2 separate regions of the Mus musculus genome follow, and region 2 is linked to region 1. Evidence: chromatin contacts called from public HiChIP or PLAC-seq data. All regions are on one chromosome and are shown on one strand. Each heading gives the region's core, a stretch centred on a gene start, on an enhancer-like site or on the middle of the called end of the contact. The rest is flanking DNA. Distances are from core to core; before and after follow the strand shown.

Evidence for each region. HiChIP or PLAC-seq counts read pairs in DNA pulled down with a chosen protein or histone mark.
Region 2: an H3K4me3 HiChIP or PLAC-seq map of bone marrow-derived macrophages shows a contact between it and region 1, with 10 times the contacts expected there. The contact joins two enhancer-like sites. A contact is called at or near these places in 5 of 115 datasets of contacts at active chromatin or transcription factors (bone marrow-derived macrophages, craniofacial prominence, embryonic basal ganglia and 2 more).

Annotation. Positions count from the first base shown.
Region 1 is chr17:84,857,016-84,863,933 of GRCm38.p6, reverse strand. No RefSeq gene overlaps it. Among named protein-coding and RNA genes, the nearest start is that of Gm46582, 44 kb to the right of the region's middle. Within about 2 kb of position 3,818, at least 104 of the 459 cell types and tissues checked have an H3K27ac peak or open chromatin away from gene starts, as enhancers often do. A contact at or near this core is called in bone marrow-derived macrophages, where this site is marked.
Region 2 is chr17:85,492,195-85,499,112 of GRCm38.p6, reverse strand. It overlaps the pseudogene Rpl31-ps16. Among named protein-coding and RNA genes, the nearest start is that of Six3os1, 120 kb to the left of the region's middle. Within about 2 kb of position 3,887, at least 21 of the 459 cell types and tissues checked have an H3K27ac peak or open chromatin away from gene starts, as enhancers often do. A contact at or near this core is called in bone marrow-derived macrophages, where this site is marked.

The DNA.
Region 1 (6,918 bases), core at 2,569-5,068:
TTAAGGCTCACTCTGCATGAGGAAACACACTGTGGTGTGGTAAATCTGGGCAAGGACCCATGGTTTGGTAGCTCCCATGCCCCAGAGATGAACTTACTACCGTTATTTTAAACGCACATGTTATCAAACCACCTCGTAAATATATAGCTGTCCGTCGAGCATTTAGTGCGACTCTCAAACCTCATCAGTGTAGTCTCTTTGTGCAGTAGACCAGTGGTTAGTGTGCAAACTGATCCAAGTGCATGGAAGAGTGTCAGTAGAATGTTCAGCCCTAAATGGGCCATTGAGCATGGTGGCCCCCATCCCAGTCTCAGGAACCATGGAATGATTGTAAGAACCAGAGGTTGGGGAGGGTCTGGGCAAAGCACCATCTTCTGTACATGACAGGACTGACTTACTCACACCCAAAAGACCTTGTGGGCTCAACCCAGTTAACATCTAAGCTGAATTGGGAAGGAATTCATGAATCCAACCCCTAACTGAGGAACTATGGAGAGCTGATGGCTTCTCGGGGCGAGTGTCAATCTTCTTTAAGAGTGTGGCCCCTGGTAGGTCAACTTTGCTCCAGTGGATGGCCCACACCCAAGAGTATGGGCAGCATATGCCGATCTAGATGTGTTCCTTAAAGAGGACAGGAAGTTGAGGGGCAGGGAGTTGGGTGTGAATCTAGGATGAGATTAGAGAGTGGTGGGGTGAATATGATCCAAATATATTGCATGAAATTCTCAAAAACTAATTTTTAAAAATTTAAACACATACAAAAAAAACCACCAGAGATTAGATGTCACAAAGCAGGTGGCCTGTGTATGTTGTTAGATCCAATGGGACATGACAGAGCAAATGTTATATGCAGCCTTTAAAAACAACAGTACTGAGCTCTTAAGATTAGCTAAAAATAGAATCCTTTTGTATTGCAATTAAGTAGCTCCAACTTTCTCTTTAATCTCCCCCTGAATAAGACTTCACATTCATCTTGAAAAATTTACAGGACAGAAATGACCACTATGTTTTGTTGTTGTTTGCTTTTTATTTTATTTTATTTTATTTTATTTATTTTTTAGAAAGGACTTGTGTAGCTGAGTCTGGCTTCAAACCCACTGTGCAATGTAGGATGCTCTTGAGTTCCCGATCCACCTGCATCCACCCCCCTTAGTGCTCTAAGCAGTGGAGCTGTGATCAGGGCCTCTCAGCACCAAAGGCTTTACAACCACTGAACTCTCGGAACAATGAGCTCAGTTAGGACACTAACCCTAAAAACTAGTAAGTGATGGGTTACTTGTTTAGATCATCATGTTAGGAACATGAACACTGGGAATTATGGCCTCTTCGTGTGTGTGTGTGTGTGTGTGTATGTGTGTGTGTGTGTGTGTGTGTGTGTACGTGTGTGTGGTATGTCTATATGTCCATGGTGTGTCTCTGTGTAATGAGTGTGTCTGTATATATATAATGTGTGTGTGCACTTTAAAGAGTGCATGGGAGTCACTGCAGCCTTGGGCATCAGTCTTCACCTTCTGCCTTGCCTGATGCAGAGTCTCTCTTGTTTGTTTCTGTGCTACTTGCTCCAGGCTGGCCTCTGAGCTTCTGGATAATTCTGTCTGCACCTCCCATCTCACCATAGGAGTGCTGGGATTATAGACATATACCACCATTCTGGTCTTTTTTAAAAAAGAAAGAAGAATTCTGGAGATTAAACTCAGGTCACCAAATGGGTTGACAAGTGTTTTTACCTGCTGAGCCATTCTGCTGGCCTCTAATGAGCAATTTCATATCCTTCTCTATTATAAAAATCCCACTGTGTGGTCTGAGGATATAGCAGCTTGGTTAGTGCAGTGTTTATCACACAAGCCTGAGGACCCAAACTCAATCCCAGTACCAATGTACAAAGCTGGGTGACAGGCTAGAGAGTGGCTCAGCTTTGGCTGTGAGCACTTGCTGCTCTTCCACAGGACCCATGTTCAATTCTCAACACACCCATGGCAGCTAACAAACACCTGTAACTCCAGTTCCAGGAATCTGACATCCTCACACAGACATGCAGGCAAGACATCAATGCAAGTGAAATATACATACATACATACATATACACATACATATACACATACATACATACATACATACATACATACATACATACATACATACATACATACATACATATAGAAATAGCTGGATAGCAAGTGCCTATAATCTCAAAACTGAAGAAGAGGAGGCAGGAGGATGGCTGGAGTTCCCTAGTCAGCCAGTCTAGCCTGACTTGTGAGGCTCAGTTTTGGTCTCATAAGACCCTAACTAAGAAAGAGAAGGAAGCCATGGAGATCTGTATTTTCCTTAAGTGAAGAAGATGTGTTGTTAGAAGTATAAGCAGTGATAGTTTTTATGACTTGGTTTGTTTGTTTGTTTGTTTGTTTGTTTGTTTGTTTGTTTGTTTGAAAAGCGGTCCTGAGACCCACTCAAGTTGGTTTTGAACTCACTACGTAGCTCAGGTTAGACTTCTACTAGTCCGGTAAAGCATCCATCTATGTGTCTGGTTCTGATTTTACAAGTGGATAAACTGCTGTTATCTAACCAAGACAGACTCACTCACTCCCAACAAAATAACCAAGGGAAATACTGGTTTTAGGAAATGAGGAAATTCTGAGACCATGGCCTGGAATCCTCTTACGTGTGTTGCCATGAGGACCACCGTGCCACCTGCCATGCTTGGCATCTCTTTCTCTGAGCTCTGTTCTGCAAGGGGAATCATTCTCTGCATCCACTTGTAAGAAAAAGGACACAGCTAACTTTATCATTCTCTCAAGGCTCCATTTGTCTCATCCAGGGTAGAAGTGACAATTTAAACTTCCTAATTAAAGGTAATTAGGTCCCATCTGGCTTTGAAAAATTGGCAGAGTGAATGGGATGGGAGGTTGCTAACCCAGATTCAGTTGAGAAATTTGTCTTCAAGCGCAAATTTTTCAGTCTTCCAGACACTCCCTGGCAGAACTGTCTCTCCCCTCTGGAGAGGGCTGGCCTCCTGATTCTGTCTCTAAAGGGAAGATGGATACGGTAAAGGTGGGTCAGCGCCTCATGGTGTGCAGAAGGGGGTCCCTCCCACTGCGATGTTTCTTCCTGTTCATCTGGAGATGCCGTTCACTGTCACCTTCACCTCTGCTGCTGCACCACGGCAAGCTATGTTCCCTGGGTTGGGGTCGATTGTGACCCTCTCCCCTAGAAGCCATCTCCTTCTAGCAACTTGGTTGTATCAGTTTTCACTGCCTCTGCAGACCTTCTGAGGTTAGGTTACAGCTCCCAACTGATTTCCAACTCGCACTTTACGGTCTGAGCCGTTCCAGCCAGCCCATCACAGCGTGCCCCGCACAGGCTCAGTGGCATACATCTCTACTCTCCTCCCAACACTGGAAATGGACAGTTGGCCTAAGTGTCTCCTCTTCTTCATCCCCATTCTCACTTAACTTATCCCAGCTCTAGCTGGGTGACAGCTCTGGTCCCAAGAGGCCAGAGTAATGCATCATTCTAGAGCATTACTTCTGTTTCCCCCAGAAGCAGGCATTATATCTGCTCTCTCTTTTTGGTGGAGACTCCACCCATAGCTGAAGGCAAAATCCTGTCATTAATGTCAGCCTGGCCCTGGGGTGTTAGTGAGTGAATGCTGTCTCCTGGAAGACTCCAACTCCAGTCTTCTGTTGTCTCAGGCTGGGGCCGAGCAAACTAGATTCTTTTTGTCAGCAGGCTTCCGGTTAACCTTTATAGTGGGGAGCGCAGAGCGGGCTTGAGAAGTTGCGGGGAGCCTGCAAGGCTGGAGGAGGAAGTCAGTATTTCTGCTTTGCTTGTTGTCCTATGAGAGTGGGGAGCACAGAGGGGGTGTGGGGAGCCGGGGGGAGGCTACAAGGCTGGAGGAAGAAGGCAGTACTTGCCCGTTGCTTGTTGTCCTGTGAGGAACCATCATCCCCTATGGGAGGCAGAGCCTTCTCAGGGTGGGCTCAGCCTCTCGATCTCCATGTCCCCTTCAGCTCTCCAGTCCCAACCTCCCTTTGCAGTGCTAGGGGAGGGGTGGCTTCAGAGAGTCTCAAGTTCAAGGAGCAAGACTCGCAGTTGCCACCTACAGTTATGAGCTGGATTACTTCAGTGTCCCTCTGTCCCCTTGAGCCCTGGGAACAGTTCCTCATGTGAGTTCCATTCACAGAAGGATATGGTGTGGTAGCTGTCCCCACACAACTGGATGAAGAATGGCTTTTCTCTGTTTTTTTATGAGTACTTAGATAAGTACTTATAACATTTCTATTTTATTTTGAAATAGATCCTCTTCCTCTACCCAGGCTGTCCTTGTCTTGGCTTCAGCCCCTGGGTGCTGGGATTACAAGTGCGCACCACTGTGTCTGGATGTAGAAATACTCATACATCTTTCCTAGTACCTTTTAGATCTATTGCTGATCAATATGGAGTGACAGGAAACTCATTCTCTCTCTCTCTCTCTCTCTCTCTCTCTCTCTCTCTCTCTCTCTCTCTCTCTCTTTCACACACACACACACACACACACACACAAAAGAGAGAGAGAGAGAGAGAGAGAGAGAGAGAGAGAGAGAGAGAGAGAGAGAGAGAGAGAGAGAGATTAAATAGTGTTCAAGACACTGGCTATCACATAAACTAGAGCAGTACTTCTTGAGACATAGAAGTCAAGGTCAGATGGTCCCAGCTAATGGTTAGGGATGGAAGAAGGGATCCAGGCATTGTACACTGACTGAGACTCCTGGAGTGTCACCCACCGTCTGTTGTGAACACCCACCCACCCCTTAAGCTGCTCTGCAAGCCAGAACAGATGGACAGCACTCTATTTAATCAGTCTGTCTCTTTTACCGTCCCCGCCCCCCACAGGAAGCTCTCAACTTACAGAAGAAAGCAAGGGAAGAAGCCATCTCACCCCCTTGCTCTCTAGATTATTGTTCTCTAGGGACGTGGTTCTCAGCCTTCCTAATGCTGTGTGACCCTTTAATACACTTCCTCATGTTGTGCCTCCCCTCCAGCCATAAAGCTATTTTCATTGTTACTTCATTACTGTAATTTTGCTACTGTTATGAATTGCAATGTAAGCATCTGATATGCAGGAGATCAGATATTAATCAATTGTCCAGCCTTCAAAGGGATCAAGACCCACAGGTTGAGAACCACCGTTCCAGGGGCAACTATTTTAACTGTGGCTTCTGAGCCTAATTACCCCTCCCCCCCCATAAAGCGACTCAAGTTGTGTGTTAAAGAAGTGCAGTTATGGTTTAATTATAGAAAATTAATAAATTTTATTTCTATTTTTCCCTTATTTAAAGTTCATAGGAAACACAGACTTAATATTGTCTTCCGTCATTCTTCAGCATGTAAATATTAAATTAGTCTATCTTTGAAGTGCAGTGTGTTAGAATGTTGAGGGTTTGTTGTTTGTGTGTTTGTTTGGGTAGGATCCTGTTATGTAGCTCTCTGGCTGTCCTAGAACTCACTGGATAGATGTGACTGGCCTCAAACGTACAGAGATCCACATGCCTCTGTATCCCTAGCACTGGGATTGTGGGCATGTGCCACCACGTCCAGCATGTGCCACCATGTCCAGCATGTGCCACCACGTCCAGCATGTGCCACCATGTCCAGCATGTGCCACCACGTCCAGCATGTGCCACCACGTCCAGCATGTGCCACCACGTCCAGCATGTGCCACCATGTCCAGCATGTGCCACCACGTCCAGCATGTGCCACCATGTCCAGCATGTGCCACCACGTCCAGCATGTGCCACCATGTACAGCATGTGCCACCATGTCCAGCATGTGCCACCACGTCCAGCATGTGCCACCACGTCCAGCATGTGCCACCATGTACAGCATTTGCCACCATGTCCAGCATGTGCCACCATGTCCAGCAGAATGTTGGATTTTAAGAATCACTGTATGAGGGGATGGAAAAAAGGTTCAGGAATCGAGAACACTTGTTTCTGCAGGGCCTGGAGTCAGGTCCCAGCACCTAGATGGTGGGTCACAGCATCTCTAAATCAAGTTCCAGGGATCACTCATTTAAACTTCTTAGGCATCAGGCATGGATATAGAGTACATATATTCATGCTGGCAAAACAGTCATACACATAAAATAAATTTAAATATTATGCAGAAAGATTAATTAAATAAAAATGACTGCTGTATGAGTTGTTGACTTGAGTTTCATAAGACGCCATTACATGACTTTTGGCTTGGGATTAGCACACGATTTCTGATGGCCTTAAACACACATCTCCTATTTGGTACTATATATTTATGCAAAGTGGTATGCCCAGTCTTCACAATTATAAAATCAAAATATCAACTAACTCTGAAAAATGTTATGATACTCCAGGTCCTGCAGTATCAAATATTCAGCCAAGATTTATTTGTGTAAAAACAAACACGCACACTCATTTTATAATGCAACTTGCCTTTGTCTTTAATAAATGGTGAAACTACATGAATAGCCAAGAATTCTTTTTGAATAAGTCTCTTCATGAATTACTATCAGGGATGTTTGATACATATACATATCTTGTATACTTACATAGCTGAGATCACACAAATGGTTTGTAGGCACAAAGAGGCTGGGAGCAGGGAGAAGCTTGAAATCCAACTCGAAAGGAACAGAGCCAAATGCGTGTGTCATTCTAAGAAGGGCTTGTAATGTCGGCTTACACAATCAAGAGCTGGGTAGTCTCACATGGCTGTCCTCGGGGGACCAGAGAAACCCGTAGCTTTTGGAAGTGGTTATCCAAGAGGACAGAAACTTTAGAGCAAGAGAGATCCATCATGCAGGCAGGACCAAGGCTGGAGAGTTGCTGGCTGGAGTTCATGGTCAAAGACTCAAGCTGGAGTCTGATGACCACCAGGGGTGATCTGCTCAGGGGAAGGAGATCAGCA
Region 2 (6,918 bases), core at 2,638-5,137, 640 kb before region 1:
AGCAAATGGTCTCAAGAAACAAGCTGTAATAGCCATTCTTTTTTTCTTTTTTTTTTTTTTTTTTTTTTTTTTGCAGTTCTGCAACGTTATTTGACATGAGCAGGTTAGTTCTCATCCACATTGACCGTCTGTAGATTTTTGAATGTGGTAACAGGCACGTAAGTTACCAGCGTGTAGAGCTTGTTTGGGGAATCCTCATCCTCATTACGTTTTCTGCAAGCGTACTTGGATGCGATATGGAACGTTCCTTATTCCCTTGGCCCAGACGGCTTTATTGAGCCTGGTGTCAATGCGCACATCTGGTGTCCCCATTTCCTTCATGGCAAACTTCCGAATTTCTTTGAGTGCCCGAGGAGCATGCTTCTTGAAGCCCACTCCATGGATGCGCTTGTGAATGTTGATGGTGTATTCTCGGGTCACCACCTCGTTGATGGCAGAACAGCCCTTCTTCTTCTCGCCACCCTTCTTTGCGGGAGCCATTCTGCCAGGCCCAAGTATGAAAGGCTGTAATAGCCATTCTAATATCAAAAAAAAAATCAACTTTTAACCAAAAGCTATCAAAAAGGATAAGGAAGGACACTTCATACTCATCAAAGGAAAAATCTATCAAGATGAACTCTCAGTTCTGAACATCTATGCTCCAAATGCAAGGGCACCCACATTCATAAAAGAAACTTTACTAAAGTTCAAAGCACACATTGCACCTCACACAATAATCTTGGGAGACTTCAACACCCCACTCTCAGCAATGGACAGATCATGGAAACACAAACTAAACAGAGACACATGGAAGCTATCAGAAGTTATGGATCAAATGGATTTAACAGATAATCATAGAACATTTCATCATAAAACAAAAGAATATACCTTCTTCTAAGCACCTCATGGTACCTTCTCCAATACGGACCAAATAATTGGTCATAAAACAAGCCTCAACAGATACAAGAAGACTGAAATAATCCCATGCATCCTATCAGATTACTGCAGACTAAGGCTGGTCTTCAATAGCAACAAAAACAATAGAAAGCCCACATTCACAGGAAAGCTGAACAACACCCTACTCAATGATAACTTGGTCAAGGAAGAAACAAAGAAATTAAAGACTTTAGAATTTAGTTAAAATGAAGGCACAACATACCCAAACTTATGGGACACAATGAAAGCAGTCCTAAGAAGAAAACTCATAGCTCTGAGTGCCTCCAAAAGGAAACTGAAGAAAGCACACACTAGCAGCTTAACAGCACACCTAAAAGCTCTAGAACAAAAAGAAGCAAATTCACCCAAGAGGAGTAGACAGCAGGAAATAATCAAACTCAGGGCTGAAATCAACCAAGTAGAAACAAAAAGAACTACAAAGAATCAGCAAAACCAGGAGGTGGTTCTTTGAGAAAATCAATAAGATAGAGAAACCCTTAGTCAGACTAACCAGAGGGCACAGAGACAGTATCAAATTAACAAAATCAGAAACAAAAAGGGAGATATAACAACAGAAACGGAGAAAATTCTAAAAATCACAGATCCTACTAGAAAAATCCATATTCAACAAAACTGGAAAATCTGAATGAAATGGACAACTTTCTAGACAGATACCAAATACCAAAGTTAAATCAGGATCAGATAAACCATCTAAATAATCCTATAACTCCTAAAGAAATAGAAGCAGTCATTAAACGTCTCCCAACCAAAAAAAAAAAACCCAGGACCAGAGGATTTAGTGCAGAATTCTGTCAGACCTTCAAAGAAGGCCTGATACCAATACTCTTCAAACTATTCCACAAAATAGAATCAGAAGGAACACTTCCCAGTTCAATCTATAAAGCCACAGTTATGCTGAGTATTCTCCCTTGGAGAGGAACAATTTCTGTCTAACCAGGAGCTTGTCACAATTTCCTTTCATAGAGGTCTTCATAAGAGAGTTTTTTCTACTTCTATCATGTTTAATGTTCCAAATAGATTTTTAAAACTGGTTGACTGTATATTACTTTTAGCTTCAGAAGATATCATGTATATTTAAGAGGCATTTAACTATTATAATTTATTTTGATGACTTAGAAAAATGTCAATACTGAGCTGTATAGTTTAAAATAATTTTTATTAGTTTAATAAAAAAGAAAAAATATTCAAAAACATATAACAAATATTTCATGTATTATTACATTTCAGTGTGATTGCTATAATTTTAATTTACACTGAAACTTAAATTTAAAAAAATTAAGAGGCAATTTATATAATCCCAACATACAATATAAAAGAGTAGTTATTCTCATTCTAAGAGAGAGGATGAGAACATGAATGGAAAAATGGAGAAGCAGCAAGAGTAGAACCTAGTGGAGCGAACCTTAATTCCCATAAGTCCTGGCCTGACATATCCAACTTACGGTGTGCTGTGGATGCCACAGAGCTTGGGAGTTCCTGCTTCTACAAGTTTCCCATCCTCAGTCATACAGCCACTCTGGTGGGCTGCTGTGCTTTTTGGCTGAAACTTTCTTGGCAGGTGTTTTACATTCCCAGCATGTGAGACTTCCTGAGATCTCATCTGCACCATCCCTTTCACCCTCGTGTGTCAAGGGGACACCGACAGGACTTCAGTCTAGCCATATGAGGCCTGGATGCTGTCAAGCAGGCAAGAGCAATGCCCCTCATATCACAGCAGTAGAAATATGGAAGAGCCTACATGGCTAAGCCCGGTAGAAAAACCAGAGAGAAACAACTTCCTAGGTTTAGACTTTCATTCTTTTTTTCAAAACCTACTTTAATAAGGGTTCTTACACGTTTAACCTCCCTCCTAGCCCTTCACTCTCCAGAGGTAGTGGAAAGGAAAGGTTAATAGGGCAGAGGGGGATGTGGACCTGCTTAGAAATCGTTCTTTGGTGTGATTGCAATCTGCATTGTCACGATATCAGCAGTTCAGCTCACAGGAATCAGCACTGGTAACTCGATCCACTCACAAACACTATTTGATCCAGAAGAAACCTCAAGGCTCTGCCAATTTGGCCCAAGTCCAAGTGGCAAGAAGTTGCGGGAATATCAGGGGAAGTTCTTTCTTTGGTGCATTTCTCTCTGAGAAGTCTTGACAAACAGTGATCAGCAATGAAGGCAAGGCAAACCAATGCCACACAGCATCATCCACTGTCTGTGGCTTGTCTTTATGTCCTTCCCAAACATCACGTGTTCTCTCAAGCATCACCTCTAACAAAACATTACACGACATTTTTTTTCAGACAGCTTCCATAAAAACACTACATGTCTGTTCTCAGCCAAAACTCCTCCCACATGTCTGCTTCAGCAACAAAACAAAACAAAACAAACAAAAAAAACAAAAACAAAAACAAAACAAAAAAAACCTCTTCTCATAAGACAGTTTCCAGAAAAACACCACGTGACACAACGGAGTCTCCAAGGAAACCAGAAATCTCCATTTCACCTAGGTATGAGCACAGTGGCCCTGTGTATATCCTGGAACACATGATGGTTCAGGTCTGTCCAGTTTCTGAGAGCTGCGTGAATCATCTTTCCTACCAGCTCAATCCATTTTGAAATGGTCCTACTTCCTTAGGCAACCACACCTTCCTCTGCCCTAGCTCCTCAAGTCAAACCACAAGTTGAAAAAGTCTTTCTGTTCTGCTTTTTTTTTCCTGACAGTCACTGTAAAGCTGGCTAAAAGCAATTGTCAACTATCATGTCATGCTATCTTGACATTTCCTCTGCCAGATTAATTAATCTATCACCTTAATTAATTAATTAATTAATTAATCTTTCAGCTTGATACAAAGTATTAGGGCATGAAAAGAAAGGAAAAAGAAATAAACAAAGACACAAACAACCTGTGAGCAACTCTCTAACTCTAGACCATACCAGTCTAGGCTTCAGCTCTATCTGAAATGTCACAATGATGGCATCAAGGAGAGAAGAGTCATTCTGGCTTATAGCTTCAGCTGTGGTCACTTGGTTCCATTATTTCCAGACCTACAGGAATGAAAATATCCTGTCATATGCCATGCATTGGAACAAAGATACCTGCCTCATGAAAGCAGGGAAGGAGAAGCAGGAGGGACTGGGAACAAAAATATCTGCTTCTAGAACATTCTCTGCTTCCTCCAACTGGGCAGCTTCTACTGGCTCCCTGAAATGCCATAAAATTATGAGCTCATCAGATGATTTGATGACTGTGAGCACTCATGATCCAACCACCTTCCCCAAATTCCATCTCAACTCCAATGCACTGGGGTCAAGCCTCAGCACATGAGTTTTTGGTGGAGAGTTCAGATTCATCCCATAATACTGGGCAAGAAAACAGAGGCACTATCAGTTCCTTATGGCAAAATCTCAGGCACCCATGCCACAGAGAAAAAACAGTTTTCTTCGGATTCAAGGTCAATTACAGAATATTATAAATTCAACAAAGCCAGCTTCCCTCATCTCCTGTTGAGACCCTCAAGCCTCTCGCTTTGGTTCACAAGACAGGAGCTGCTATCAGGAAGTTTGCTCCTTTCTTGCGAAGTGCAACTCCAGTGTTCTTTTTTCCGAAGGCATTTGTATTTCAGCAAGATCGCAAGATTGGCTGCTGAAATAGCCTGAAGATCAGGGTACAGACTGAGGAGGAATCTAGATACAAGGGCATCTCTCTGGCTCTCCTGCAGTCACTCCGTCTTCAACCTGTGAGCCCCCTCTCCTGATAACAGAGTCACCTCTTTCCACGGCCAGCTACATTTGTCCCTTTTTAAACTATCAGACATTGGCTATACAGGAGGCTTTTCATTTAATAATAAGACATCTTAATAGCAAATAGAAAATTTTCTACACACAGAGATCAAGTGAGATGACAGTGGATTAACATTTTAATTAAACACAGCAGTTCTAATCAGTTTTATCATTATGGAAATACCCAACATTTTGACATATTTCAGGTATAAATTGATAGTTCCAGTCTGATGGCAAATTGAAATAATTTTTTTTTTTGGTGATATTTGTAAGCGTTCTGTGGCAGCCAGAGATGGTATTTGGTATCTGAGTTACCGATTCTTGACAGACCCATTCAAAATAGTGGTTCTCCGGTCTTCCTTCCTCCACGGGCGGGCTTCAGGATGGACGCTCCAGAAGTTATACACACTATGATAGATTAATATGTGATGTTTTATGATTTGCAAAACTCACACTAAGAGGTAGTTTGTTTTCCCTGGTAGAATGTCATATACCTCGTCCTCTGGATGAGAGGTGATGCAAACAGAAGTGCCATAGGGGTTTGTGTTTTATTGTTGTTGGTTTGGTTTGGTTTGGTTTGGTTGTTCTGTTTCATTTTACTTTTCCTTGGTCTCAGCAGTTACCAACTGCATTTGGAGGGTGTGACTTAGCATCACAGAACTACTGAGCCTCATGGGCACAGTTCCAGGAAGTCGTTCCTTCCAGATGAGGGAATTGGAGCTCAGAGCAGTTAGGGAGTTTGCCAAAGTCATGCAGCAATAGCATAAGAGTCAACCCGCAACCTTCAAATGACTCAAAGCACAAAATTCACGACAAAGGGGCTGCTAGGTAAGTATTTACCAATTTGTTATTTTTCCCCTATATGCTAGTCAAAGAAGACCCTTCATTGTGACCATCAAAAGCAGCAGGACCTAACCTATCAGAGGCAAGTTTTTGGTCACTTTCCTCTGTATTGTCCCTATCCACAGCTGTTACCACCCACTCATCGTCAAAACACACATTGACAATATCAATAGATCATGCTTTCTGTTTGTTTGTTTTTATTCTAAATTTAATTAATTTTTTTCTTATTGTTAATATTACTATTGGTTCCCTGAAGCGAGGTCTCACATAGCGAGGCTAGCCTTGAGCTCCTGTTCCTCTTGAATCTACCCTCTCCTTGAGTGTTGGGAGTATAAGCATGTGTTGCCACACCCAGTATAACCCTCCAGTTGTAATCTATTTAATCTAAGCTAAGTAGATGCTTAGTCCCAGTTCCTTAGTAGTTTACCATAATGTCTAACCATCTACCTTAAAATCCTTTAAGAATCCATGAATAACTTTTCTAACCAAGTTAAGCAATCAATACCTCCTAAGGAGGCTTGCCTGTCCTTTATGGTCCTATAAAGTAAAACTTCCAAAAAAAAAAAAGCGACACAGAAAATCTCACAGTAAAATAATACACCTACCCAAATACAGTAAATGGCCATCAAAGAAAGTGTGCTGCACCAACTTCAGCTCGGAGGCTGTGCATTTAGAAAACTCTGGAATGCATCAGAGGAAATAAAATCACCCTGAGAAAACTAGCCCCATAAATATTCCAAGCCCTTTGTAGTCTAATTATACTGCCATTGTTGCTGAGAAATATTTAGCAATGCCATGATGGTTCAGGATGATAAACGTCTGAGGCTGAGTGACGTTTATGGATAAAAATCAAGATCTGTTCCCTGACTCAAGCCGTTTGATGCCTTTATTTAGCCCATGTTTTACCTCTCAAAAAAAATTTTTTTTATTTTGTTTATTTTTTTTTCTGGAGAGTTTAACAGTCTATATTTATTTTTATTTTTAAAATTCCCAACAGGATTCAGCTTTGCGCCACCCTGGTGACACTGTGCACTGTGCACTAAGTGATTGCTGAGTGAATATCAGTATTTATTTATTTTCCTTGCAAAGACCTATGTGTGATTCTGAAAATGAGAGAAATTCTAAGTAGAAAGAAAAGCGTGTGTACAGGTTTGTGTGTACACACAAACACCACTGAATCCTATATTTGAAAATAGTTAATTCTATACCATGTAAGTTTGTTTCAATAAAAACAAACAAACAAACAAACAAAAAACCAGTCTTTCATGTAGAAAACAAGCAACCTGTCCCTAAATTCCACAGGATACATCCTTACAGTTTCATATCAACTATAAAATACAGGCCTGTAAGAAGATTTTGAGTAGGAAGTTTCTT